Regions from separate parts of the Mus musculus genome. Here all the other regions are linked to region 1. Evidence: chromatin contacts called from public HiChIP or PLAC-seq and promoter capture Hi-C data. All regions are on one chromosome and are shown on one strand. Each heading gives the region's core, a stretch centred on a gene start, on an enhancer-like site or on the middle of the called end of the contact. The rest is flanking DNA. Distances are from core to core; before and after follow the strand shown.

Region 1 (3,044 bases), core at 254-2,753:
ACTTGGGGGAAAGAGAAAAATTTGCACTGATTTCTACCTTGTCAACTTGCCAAACAATACTGACAAGATGCAGCAGCTAGGCAAGGATTTACAATTTGTTTCCCCTGTGTCTAAAATAAAAATGTGAAGGTAAGGGCATCATTTTAGAACAGCCAGCCTACTTATTCTTGTACATAACTTAGTAATGCTTATATACAATTCAGTCTAAAGCCTTCGGGTGTCTGGAGTCAACAATTACAGGCATAACTGTGGGGGGGGGGGTTCCTAAATAAATTGCTAACAGCCCATTTCCCAAAAGTTACTGGGTAGCACAAAATCAATTTTTTTTTTCAAAAATGGGGAAGCTCGAACTCTGGGTTTAATCCTTCCCACACACACACACGCATGGCATACCTGGCAACGCTATTAGTAAATACACCAAACACGGTGTATGGCGGAGGCCCTGTTACTTCAGGGTTCATGCCTTCTCCCCATTAGCCGGCATACTTGTTCCTTTTCTGACCTTCCAACACAAAAACCCATCTCGGGTCAGCTTTCCTGCCTCGCTGTCCCAGGTGCTTGCTTTTCAAGCAGTAAGAGACCCTGAAGGGACAGGCGACCACAATCCAGCAGGGCTTTCCCTGGCCAGGCCTCTGTCCCCAGGCGAGAAGGGGGTGTGACCGCGGCACTTCGGCCCTCTCTCCGCCACCAGTGGCTGTGCTGGAGAATTTCCTTTCTCCCGGTGGTCTGGGGAGAGGTCCCCAGGACAAACAGGGCGAACAACCCTCATCTTCTCAGCGATGGGAGTCCGTGCTACCGAGGCGGGGGCGAGGACACACGTGGCTTCCCAAGTCCCGGTCCCAGGAGCCCCCTCTAAGGCAGGCTCAGGGCGCCCCAGTCCCATGCCCGAGGGGCCCCACAGGCAATCGGAGGAAGGTTGTCGGGCTTTGGGGGTGTCCTGTGGCCCGTCGCCCCCCACCCCCACCCCGAGTACCGGCCGTCCCCCGCCAGGACCCACCAGCTGCTTCAGGTCCTCCTCCGAGAGCTCCGCGTAGCGGTACCGCTGCTGCTCGAACTCGTAGCGGGTGGTTTTCGCCACCACCACCACCCGCGAGGGGCGGAAGCCGCCGTCGGCGGGGCTACCACCGCCCGCCAGCTCGCGCGGCTGCCCGTGCCCCAAGTGCCGCCGGCCGTCCGCGCCCGAGCCCGAACCCCGCAGAGCCGCGCGGCCACCCGCCACGCGCCGGCAGCTGCCCAGCAGGAAGCCCCGGTAGCAAGTCATGATCCGCGGGGCCGCGGGTGCAGGCTCGCGCTCCCTGCCGCCAGCACCGCGCCGGCCGCGCACAGGTTAAGTGCGGGGACGTGCGTGGAACGCGCCGGGGGGGGGGGGGACGTGCCCAGACGCACGCGAGGGCGGAGAGGCCCCGGGAGGCCCCGGGAGGCGGGGATCCGGGCTGGCCCCCGGGCAGTGGGTTTTATTTGTTTGTTTATCCGTTTTCTTGGGCGCCTGCGCAGTGGCCTCTCGGCCCGGCCCCACCTCCCTCTTCACCCTTTCAGGGAGGCCGCTCTAAGCCCGCCCCCGGGCCAGATCTGTCAGCTAATCAGAGGTCGGGAAGGTTTGGGAGCCCGAGGGGCTGCGGGGATTGGCTGGGGCTGGGAAAGGGACGAAATTCTATTTGGCTTTCGAGCTGCCCGAAGAAATCCAGTTGGAACTGGTCTGGGCGGCGTTGGGGGTGCAGGCGGAGTTTTGAGCGCCTGGCGGGAAAGCAAGTTTCTTGCGCATCTTCCTCTAGTTGCTTTCATTTTTGCTTGCTTTCTGGGTAGTTGGTCATGCTCGTCTAGGGTAAATTTTAACCAGTGTCTGCTGGATGGCTGATGTGGCCGTCGCTGGAGTAAGAGCTGGGGGCGGTGACCTCGCTCCAAACGGCTTCGTTTTGCAGGGCCTGATGGCAAATAAAGATGCCGAGCCCTTTATTAGAGAGGAATTAGAGCTAACCGAGAAGGATCACAGAGCATTAGCCCGAGCTCCGGTGACCACCAAAAGACCACCAGCCTAGAGAGGCAGTGCTGTCAGGGAGAAAGGAGGAGGATAATGAGGGAAGGAGTCTTGTCTAGTCCTGTGTGTCTGTCTAGACCGCGAGATAAGGTTGGAAAGCTGTGTAGGACCAGACTGAAGGGTTAAAAATGTTTTGCACTTTATCCTGTAGGCAAGCTCAGAGCAGTGTTTGATGATTATTGATCTGACTTTGGAATGTTGGGTAGGTAGTCCTTGAAGCTAGAGCAAGGGAAGTTACTGAGTCTGTGGGAACAGTTACACAACCATAGAGATGTAGGCTGATTAAGAATAAAAGGGAAAGCTACAATGAAGGGAAAGTCATAAGACAGGGTAGGTGGCCACTGCCCTGAGGTCCTTGCTGTGGCGTCCTTTCCTTTGCGATCCTGGCACTCCCAGTAAGTGGCCTCTGGATTCCGGGCATGCTATTTCATGTTTGTGACACTCAGATGCCTCTGTGATATCGAACCTGTTTTCTCTTTCACGTCACAGAAAACTACACTTTTGACTCCCACTTCTAGCTGGAAACATCTCAATGGGATATCCTAGTCAAATCTTATTTTGGATCCTTTCTTCTGCCTCTTCCAAAACATTGCTTCATTACACCATCCTCTCGGATGTGTCTTGAATTCTCTCAGGAAAACCCCTGCTGGGTTTTCCACTTCAGTCCTTAAGATTCCCATGTCTAGGACATTTAAAACTTTAAAGATTGAAAGAGCCTTCTACACCCCAGTTGTTTACCTGTTCCCTAACTCCCACTTACTGATATATTCAGCGGTTCTCAACCTCTGGGTCATATATCCGATGTATGTATATCCGATATGTTCATTATGTTTCATCACAGTAGCAAACTTACAATTCTTTTTTTTTTTTTTTTTTTTGGTATCATAACCAATTTCTCACTATTCTTTTTTTTTTAACTTAGGAGTAAGTTTTTTTTGTTGTTTTGTTTTTATTTTTTATTGGCTATTTTCTTCATTTACATTTCAAATGCTATCCCAAAAGTCCCCCT
Region 2 (3,044 bases), core at 249-2,748, 960 kb after region 1:
GGGATTAGTATGAGGAGGAAAGTATATTAAAGAGATTACACATTTGAGAGGATCAGAAAGCAAAGCGGGGGTGGGAGGGGGTTGGACATATGAAGACAATAGCAGCTAATAGGTCAAGCAAGTTTTTATAAAATTTTGGACCCTGCTCCAAAAAAGGCAAGCTCATTTGCTAATACTTGTCAAGTACAAAGACTATCTTTGCTTCTGGTATTTTTCTTTTCAGTTTTCCACGACAGGGTTTTTCAACGACCCCACCCCCCCCCAGGGTTTCTCTGTATAGCCCTGGCTGTCCTCGAACTCAGAAATCCGTCTCCCTCTGCCTCCCAAGTGCTGGGATTAAAGGTTTTTCTGTGTAGCTTTGGCAGCTGTGGAGCACCCTCTATAGACCAGCCTAGCCTGGAACCCACAGAGATCCGCCTGCCTCAGCCTCCCAAATGCTGAGATTAAAGGAATGGACAACCACTATCTGGCTGCTGTCAGTATTTCTGGTTAAAAAAATAAAAATCTCTTAATAGATTTTTACAAGTCATTGCTCATGTGCTTTGGGCTACTTTTGATTGATTATTCTGTTTAAGTTACTCCCACCCATTTTTTTTTCTCACCAAGTCTCACCTGCATGTTACATTTCTGTTTTTCTCCAACTTTCATTTCACAAGAAACATTTTGTAGCAACTAATGCAACTCCACAAACCTTTAGCTGGTAACAAGTTTTAAAAGTTAAGGCAAATTCTTCCAAATTATCTCCTCTGTTGGCAGATAAACTTAGTTCTGCTCTCCCTGTCAGTTAGCCTTCTGACCCCTATATTTCTTTCCTAGTTAGTCCCGGCACTCACAAATATACTAACTCTACACGTATGACATGACTCTGAGAGAACGCGGCAGATTTCCAAATTAACTCGCTTGCTTTTCTGAGCGAGCATTATCGAAGCAAAAAATGCACAGAAATGGAATCTGGATCAGAGGATTCTTCTCATTTGGACTTAATGAGTTTGCTCTTACCTCCTCGAGTATCTACAGTAAATAAAGTGTAGACAAGAAGAAATAAGCAATAAAAGCTAAAAGTCGGTTGCTGTTTGTCGTGTTTTCAAGAAACCAAGCCCTAATCTCTGAATGTTCACGAGGGCACCAACGTACAGAGAAGAAGACAGGGGAATCGGACTAGAATCCTATGGTGGGGAAACAGAGCGTCCAGTGGACCGATCACTCACTTGGGGCCGACACCATGAGCAGCTCAGAAAGGTCCGGGTACATGCGGTCTTCTTGCAACTGTCGATCGATAAGCCTCCCCGCGTTTTCCAAAGCTTCCTGCAGGGAGGCGGCGGCCGACGTAGAGGCCACCATCATAGAGCCCAGCACCGATGGCATGTCGGCAATCGTGGCCACCGCCTTATAGAAACACTCCAAACCCGTGGAGAACCGTGAGAAAAACGAAGAGAGCCCAAAACCGCTCCTCGGAACGCGCGCGGAAAACGAATAACTGGGCGCCAGGTCATGACGCACTTCCGGTTCGTCCTCCCCGGCACTGGAAGACGCCGCTTCTGGGACGGGAAGAGGAAGCAGTTGAGTGTCGGACATTGGCGAAGGCGTGAGGGAGGAGACTAGAGTTGAATTTGGAGATGGCCTAGGGAAGGGAGGAGGAGAAGGGAAGAGGATACGGGAGAGGGGAGGGGACTGGGGGCGGGGCGGGGGGGAGAGGGAAGAGGAACTTCGGGTGCTGGAGTGGGGTTGATGTCCCCTTGCGGTCGCCTGTGCGGTGGTGACATCGCGCGTGCTGATTCTTTGCTTTGAGCCCCACCCCCAGTTTGGAATGTGGCGACGGCTGAAGAGTGGCACACATCCATTACCGTGGTTCCCTGATAACTTCTAACAGTAGTTAGAAATTGATCGCTAGTTCCAGAAAGTTTACCTGTGAGCCAGAAACTCACAGCGTTTCAAATAATGGGGGTGAATTAAGAATTCATTGGATTGCTGGGCGGTGGTGGTGCACGCCTTTAATCCCAGCACTTGGGAGGCAGAGGCAGGCGGATTTCTGAGTTCGAGGCCAGCCTGGTCTACAGAGTGAGTTCCAGGACAGACAGGGCTACACAGAGAAACACTGTCTCAACCACCACCCCCCCCCCCGGCCCCCAAGAAAGAATTTATTGAATTTTCCCATGTGCGTGTCTGGGTCATTGGCTTTGTGGCTTTGCGAAATTTTTTGGTTGGAGGTCAGCGTTGGACGGTGTCTCATGCCTGTTAATACGCGTCCTATGGTTTCGGCAAAAGGATTACTGTGTCATTTGGTGAGTTCCAGATAGCGTGCTACGGAATGTGTTCCTAACTCAAAACAAACAGAGGCGGGAAGGGAGATACTGTGTGATGGGTCCTGCCAGCGGATTTAGGAAGTGGAGGCAGGAGGATAAGTTCATCCTCGGCTGTGTGGCAAGTTTGTAGTAAACTTGAGAGTCTGTCTCAAGAAAAAGAAGAAAAAAGTGTTTGTTCTTGCTGTATACCTTTCTCCCTTGTTGCCTTGGGAGAACACTCATCTGATCCATCTGTTCTCATCTCAGAGCACAAGGATATTAAATAATGGATGCATTCAACAGATGGTCTGATTCTAGGAAACCGAGTATGTACTGTGTCAGGAATCGTGCCTGCTGTTGGGAATACCAAATTACTACACTTTTACAGAGACAAAGTAAATGCCTCTCAAGGTCCAGGCATAGAGGCAGGCACCTGTAGTTGGAAGCCAGACTGGGCTATGTACTGAGACCTTTCGAAGAATCAGCCTGCCTCCATCTTACGTTTAAAAGACAGCTTACAATAAAAAACAAACTAGGTTCATGCCTGTTTATAATCAAACCTCTGTTTCTCAGGGATTAGCCTATGCCCCGCTCCCCACAGCCTTAACTACAAATGGTTCTGTACCAAGTGTTCCAGGAATGGCAATCATGTCTTTGTTTCAAAAAGTCGTTTATAATCATCTTGCAACCCTACTTTGATTCAAAAGGTTACATGGCCAGGAGCTGATGGTGCATGCTTTTAATCGCAGCACTTAGCAGGCA
Region 3 (3,044 bases), core at 338-2,837, 900 kb after region 1:
GCAAACGACCGTCAGCCCACACAGCTGTGAGCAAGTCCAAACTAGCTCACCTGAAGAAGCCTCCACAGTCCTGTTGCTACTGCACATGAAGTTGCAGCTACTCCAGAGGCTGAGGCAGGAAGACCAAATTCAAGGCTTCTCTGCCCAGACCTGAATTTATGGCCAGCCCGACCCTGCCTCAAAATGAAAAGAGCTGCCATACCACTGTTTTGGCACGTGAGGTGGGGGGGGGACATTTTTTTCAACTCAGGTTCTTCCCAAATGATTCTGGTTTGTGATAAATGGACATGAAACTAACCAACCAGTGTCAGCGAAGAATCAGAAGCTCAGGTGTTCCAAATGAAGGATGATTTAACCACACAAGGCGGCCAAATGAAGCATTTTATTCTGCATCAAAAAACAAAACAAAAATGCTATATTATTCAATGCCAAGTTTCCTAAATTTGATGACTACTCATGTAAAATAGCATTACCAGAAATATGCATTATTCTGAGTATGACAAGTGAATATAAGACTATTTAATATACGCAATCATCTTCAAATCAAAAGCTATTTCTAGGTAGTTTAATAATTCCTAAATACTATACATATGCACATGTAAAGAGAAAAATAAGGTACAGCAAAACATAAGGAACTGGTTAATCTAAAATACATATTTAATTACATTATGCAACTTTAAATGCAAAATTGATAAAAGGCAACAGGAGAAAACCCAGCACGACTGAGTTAATCATCGTTAGATTCTACTGGTGACAGCAACTTGTTAGTTTTGGTTTTGAGGGATTAATTGTATTATGTTTTTTGTCTAATGAGTCCTTCTAGATGTGAAAGACACTTAAAGATTTATGCAAAGGATTTGTTTGGGAAAAGATAGACATATTTTTTTTTTCAAGTAAAGCATAAAAGATAGAAAGACAGCAAACCCACTTCAAGATTTCAGTACGGTGCGCTACAGAATCACGTACAACCTCCCGTCACTTAGAATTCTAACAATCACCTCTCTCCTGGGATGCAGCAAACACCATTTTCTGACGCATACTGCAAAGCCTCTCAAAACACTGATGCTACTGGATAGACCAAGCACTACACAACAGACACTGCAGATGGAAGAACTGATTTTTAAAAAAAATCCGCTCCATGGCGCAAAAATATATGTATGACAGGAGTAATCTGCCCAGTCTACGGGAACCGGGGAAAGGTACCTTTATTTCAAACAAATCGGAGCATACAATTTCAAGAAAATCGCTGACGTCCCGGGCGGGGTTTGTGCTACGGAGGATGCTAGGAACCCGCGTCCATCCCTCACTGCTCTGCCGTCCGCTGGGGTCTCCTCAGAGGTTTCCTCGTGGCTGTGGCCGCAGAGTCCTGCCCGGAGGTCCCCTGTGGAGGTGTGAGGGGCCACGGCGGGGAGGGGACGCCTGCGACCCAAAGAAGGACCTGGGCGGGACGGCGGGCGGCCGCGAGGAAAACGGAAGTCCCCACAGCTAGCCCGGAGACCCTGGGAGGCGGGGGGCACGGGGACCGAGCCCCTGGGGAAGGTCCCAAGGCCGCCACCTCCCACCGAGGACCGCAGAGGCTGCGAAGCCGCTGAGCCCTGGAGGAGGCCGCGCCCGCCACCCCAGAGCCGTGTCCAGGCGACGCGTGGGCGGGGCCGCCCCACTGCGCATGCTCCATGCCGCTCCGTGGGCGGGCACCTGACGGATCCCCGCCCGCCCCGCCTCCTCGGCGTAGCCAGCTTTGCGCCGGGGTTCTGGGAGAGCGCTGCAAGCCTGCCAGAGTGGGTTACCTCCACCGAGTCTGTCCTGCCCTCCTGCTCTCTCCTCAGCTCGGTAGTCCTTTCTCTCTCCATCCATCCCTGGCTTCCCCTCGTGCAAGACTTTTGAGTTTCCGAGCTCTCCGTGGAGCTTGGCATGAGAATGCCTTAAGAACCAACATTTAGATCTGCGCTGTTAAGAGCAGTTGTTGCCTTTGTGGAGGACCCGATTTCAGAGTCCCAGCACCTACGACATAACCCTGAGTAACTCCAGTTCCAGGGCATCTGACACTCTTTTGTGGCTTCTGTGGGCACCAGCTACAAAGGTGGTGCACATACATACACGTAGGCAAAACACTCATAAAATAACAAGTTAAAAAACAACAACAACGGGCTGGTGAGATGGCTCAGCGGTTAAGAGCACCGACTGCTCTTCCAAAGGTCCTGAGTTCAAATCCCTGCAACCACATGGTAGCTCACAACCATCCATAACAAAAATCTGATGCTCTCTTCTGGAGTGTCTGAAGACAACAGTGCACACACATATAATAGATAAATAAACAAACAAACAAACAAAAACCAACAACAACAACAACAAAAACTTGCCGGGCAGTGGTGGCACGCCTTTAATCCCAGCACTTGGGAGGCAGAGGCAGGCGGATTTCTGAGTTCGAGGCCAGCCTGGTCTACAGAGTGAGTTCCAGGACAGCCAGGGCTACACAGAGAAACCCTGTCTCAAAAAACCAAAAAAAAAAAAAAAAAGTCTCTAGCCAAAACTTCAGCTAAAATTAGACAATAAATCGTGTTGGTCATGGAATTCTTCACATGTCATGAAGGATTTATCACAATTGGTTATCGATCAAATTAACTCATAAAAAGAATACTCGTCTTTTACCTGCTCAAACAAGGAGCAAAAGTTCAACCTTAACTCATCTGTGCACTTTGCACAATCCACACAGGTATCTTACAGTACTAAACTGTTGGTTGTAAGATTCACGTATTGCTGAATGTGCAGCTCTGACAAGGTTCATCCGCATGGACGCTGAAATGAGCTGCTGCTCCAGCCCCCTCCCTTCTGATGCTGTCTCCAGAGACTTGCTTCTAGAGCAGCTTCAGGAATAGCCCCAGGTTCCAGACGGATTAGGTTCATCCAGCCTTTCAGACAGCTCCAGTCAGAACCTGTCAAGCCCTGAGCCTTCTACGTATACAACGACTGGGTAACAGATGCTAGTGCTAGCTTTCTTAAGCCTAACCACTTCTTCCACTTTCCCTCCTCCTCCCACCCCTTAA
Region 4 (3,044 bases), core at 310-2,809, 660 kb after region 1:
TAATTTGTCTTGTACCTTAAGAGAATCTGAGGGGCTGGTGAGATGGCTCAGTGGGTAAGAGCACCCGACTGCTCTTCTGAAGGTCCAGAGTTCAAATCCCAGCAACCACATGGTGGCTCACAACCATCTGTAACAAGATCTGACTCCTTCTTCTGGAGTGTCTGAAGACAGCTACAGTGTACTTACATATAATAAATAAATAAATCTTTAAAAAAAAAAAAAAGAGAGAATCTGAGGAGCATCAAAATGCCTTTGCTAGAATATTCATTTACAGTATTGTTGGTAAATAATTGGCTAAAATGGTCATGAATCTAAAAGAAAACCAACAACAAAAATGTCATCTACTTAGGTAATAGAGAATTAGTTAAATACCATCTGCCGATTAAAAAATAATTGCTTTAGTAGGTTGTACCTCTCCTCTCTACAAGGAAACAATTTTAAATTTTTCAGTGCAGATCATCAAACTCATGGACTCCTGCGCAAGCCAAAGCTCTACCACTGAACTGTATCTGAATTACTGTGTCTGTTTATGCACATACACACATATTACATAAGTCAGTCTAACTGTCCCACAAATGTTCAGGGATTCTAGTTTCCTTTTCCCGCCTCATAGTAGGAATGCTGGAACTACTACTACTGTGTCTAGCTTTATATAAGTTCTAGGAACCAAGCTTAGGTTCTCCTGTTGGCACTGCAAACTTAGCCACATGGCCAACTTCCCATCTCTTGTTCTGTGTGTTGGTTTGTTGTTGTTGTTTTTCTTGGAGTGATGGAGAAAGCAAGTAAAGGAAAAGAGGTATGGGAGCTGATATTACTACACTTAGGCACTAGTAATCTGTCTCTAACTACAGTAATTATTATATAGGGTAGAACACTGAACTAGTTCTTGAGGAAGAGAGAATATTAAACTTTCAGAAGGAGTTGAAGCCAAGAGTTAAAAATAGATACATTTATGCTAGAAGCCTACGTAGTAAACTGTATTTGAGATAGAGAATTCTATAATGTCTTTTAAAAATATCTTTTAAGTATTGGTTTACTTTATTCACTTGTTATTTTCCTGCATGTGTGTTTGTATTTATGTATGTGTGTGTGTGTGAGTTTGGTTGTTTGTTCACATCTGCACACATTTGTGTAGAGGTTCGAAGTTGATAGCATGTTCACCTCTTAGTTCTTCACCTTACCTTTTGAGACAGTCTCTCATTAAACCTTGAACTTCCAGCTTTGGCTGGACTAGTTAGTTGGTGAGCAAGCCCAGGGATCTTCCTTGCCTCTGCTGTCCCCGTGCTGGGATTACAAGCAAACATACTGTGCCTGTTTTTTCTAAAAAGTGCGTTTTGATGGACGAAAGTCAGAACTCAAGCTTTCATGGCAAATACTTTGCCAACTTAGCCATCTCTCTGGCTGTTTCTTTTCCTGTTGCTGTGATAAAAATACTCTGGCAAAAGCAACCCAGAAGAAATGGAGTTCATTTGAGCTCACAGTTCCAGGGTATAGTCTATCACAGCAAGAAAGCTAACGAGGTAGGAGCTTGGAAAAGATGGCATATTGTGCAATCAGGAAGCAGGGAGCAATGTTATTGCTTTTTTTCTCCAGTTACCCAATCCAGAATCCCAACCAAAGACTTGCAAGGTAGGAAGGGACTCAGACCTTAATCAAGGCACTGGAGATAATCTCCGCTAGGCATGTCCAGATGCCTGTCTCCCAGGCAGCTCTAGACGCTTGACAAGTTGACAGTTAACACTGACCACTATACCAGTTTCCCCTTCTGTTTTCTCTTTGTGAAATTCTTGGCTCAACTAACAAGAAAAAAATCAATATATTCACAAATCTAGAAACATTCTATGAAGACTTCAGAATCTGGAAAATATGCTAGGAACTGGTTAGTTCAGTGGTTTTCAACTTCCTAATACTGTATGGCCTGTTAATACAGTTAGTTCCTTAAAATTATTTTTTGTTGCTACTTCATAATTAATTTTATTGTTATGGGTTTCATTGTTAAATCTGTTAAGCAAGAAGGAGTTGTTGGACCCCCCCAAAGGGGTTGTGACCTACAGCTTGAGAACCACTGGGTGAGAAAATGTTCCATTTGGAAGACATGTAGAGAGGACGTAACACCTGAAGAACGTTATCAAAAAAAGATATTCATTAGATTCTAAGTTTGTATCCACTTAATACCTTCCATCTTTTCAGTTTCTGTTTTAATAGAGTATATTTAATAAAGGTTTCTTATGTGTAGGAACATTGTTTAGTATAGTTGGCTTAAATTGAATTGGGAGCAAGTATGATTGTTTTCTTCACACTCATGCCCAAACCTCCTTTCTCTTTTAAAAACAGCTTTTATTATTTAACAGTTTCATGCATGCAAGTTGCTCTCAAATGTGGATGGCTCTCTCTTACGTAGGTCTCATGCAGTAACTGCACCAATAGCCATGTCGTGTATAGAAGGCAGTGTATCACAGCATTGCTCCCCATTCTCTGGTTCTTAACTTCTCTCTGTTCCTTCTTCAGTGTTCCTTGAAGACTTGTGGAGTTGTGGGTGGGAGATGTTGATATAAATGTACCAGTTAGGGCTGAGTACTCCATGTCATTTATTCTCAGAGCTCTGACCAGTTAATAGTCTCTGAATTAACCACTGCTTATGACAAAAAGAATCTTCTCTGACCATGGTTGAGAGCATCTCTAATCTAAGGTATAAACAAAAATATTTAGAAGACAATCTGTCTACATGTCCATTTAGCAAAACAACAGTAGTAGGTACCTCCTAGGACCTTGATCTCCCCAGCCATGAATTCCCTCCTGTGGAGTAGGCTTCAAATCCAATCTGAAAGCAGTTGGTGTCCTTCAACAGTTCTGCCACTATTGGATTAATGGGCACATCTTTACTGGCAGGTCACTGTTAGCATGCACAGACCATTCCTGGATAAGTCCATTGATAGCTTTTCTCTCATAGCAGCCTTACACGAAAAGCTAGCCAACAAGGAGGAAGCTACTAGCTCAGGTCCAGCTTGATGTCTCTATGTTCTGCAGCCAGGGTATGTGGTGTC

The links. Promoter capture Hi-C pulls out the DNA fragments that hold promoters and counts their contacts. HiChIP or PLAC-seq counts read pairs in DNA pulled down with a chosen protein or histone mark.
Region 2: an H3K27ac HiChIP or PLAC-seq map of extraembryonic endoderm stem cells shows a contact between it and region 1, with 4 times the contacts expected there. The contact joins the promoter of Nup155 here to the promoter of Nadk2 in region 1. A contact is called at or near these places in 4 of 39 promoter capture datasets (hippocampal neurons, liver and pre-B cells), 3 of 484 Hi-C or Micro-C datasets (CD4 T cells, CD8 T cells and muscle stem cells), 6 of 115 datasets of contacts at active chromatin or transcription factors (astrocytes, extraembryonic endoderm stem cells, fetal liver and 3 more) and 3 of 9 other capture datasets (adipose tissue, liver and pancreatic islet).
Region 3: a contact with region 1 is called in an H3K27ac HiChIP or PLAC-seq map of extraembryonic endoderm stem cells, with 4 times the contacts expected there. The contact joins the promoter of Cplane1 here to the promoter of Nadk2 in region 1. A contact is called at or near these places in 4 of 39 promoter capture datasets (the 3T3-L1 cell line, the C10 cell line, hippocampal neurons and 1 more), 5 of 115 datasets of contacts at active chromatin or transcription factors (astrocytes, cardiomyocytes, embryonic stem cells and 2 more) and 1 of 9 other capture datasets (liver).
Region 4: a contact with region 1 is called in a promoter capture Hi-C map of liver, with 4 times the contacts expected there. The contact joins the enhancer-like site here to the promoter of Nadk2 in region 1. A contact is called at or near these places in 5 of 39 promoter capture datasets (the 3T3-L1 cell line, 3T3-L1-derived adipocytes, hippocampal neurons and 1 more) and 4 of 115 datasets of contacts at active chromatin or transcription factors (embryonic forebrain, embryonic stem cells, extraembryonic endoderm stem cells and 1 more).

What each region holds. Positions count from the first base shown.
Region 1 is chr15:9,069,719-9,072,762 of GRCm38.p6, reverse strand. It overlaps Nadk2 (NAD kinase 2, mitochondrial), which reads right to left and starts at 1,503. Exons shown (of 13, transcript NM_001040395.4): 1 at 998-1,503. The coding sequence starts at 1,261.
Region 2 is chr15:8,107,767-8,110,810 of GRCm38.p6, reverse strand. It overlaps Nup155 (nucleoporin 155), which reads right to left and starts at 1,498. Exons shown (of 35, transcript NM_133227.3): 1 at 1,209-1,498. The coding sequence starts at 1,365.
Region 3 is chr15:8,167,649-8,170,692 of GRCm38.p6, reverse strand. It overlaps Cplane1 (ciliogenesis and planar polarity effector 1), which reads right to left and starts at 1,587. Exons shown (of 53, transcript NM_001162906.1): 1 at 1,204-1,587; 2 at 299-387.
Region 4 is chr15:8,412,081-8,415,124 of GRCm38.p6, reverse strand. All of the region lies in intron 1 of Nipbl (NIPBL cohesin loading factor), which reads left to right. Among named protein-coding and RNA genes, the nearest start is that of Nipbl, 31 kb to the left of the region's middle. Within about 2 kb of position 1,559, at least 2 of the 459 cell types and tissues checked have an H3K27ac peak or open chromatin away from gene starts, as enhancers often do. A contact at or near this core is called in liver, where this site is marked.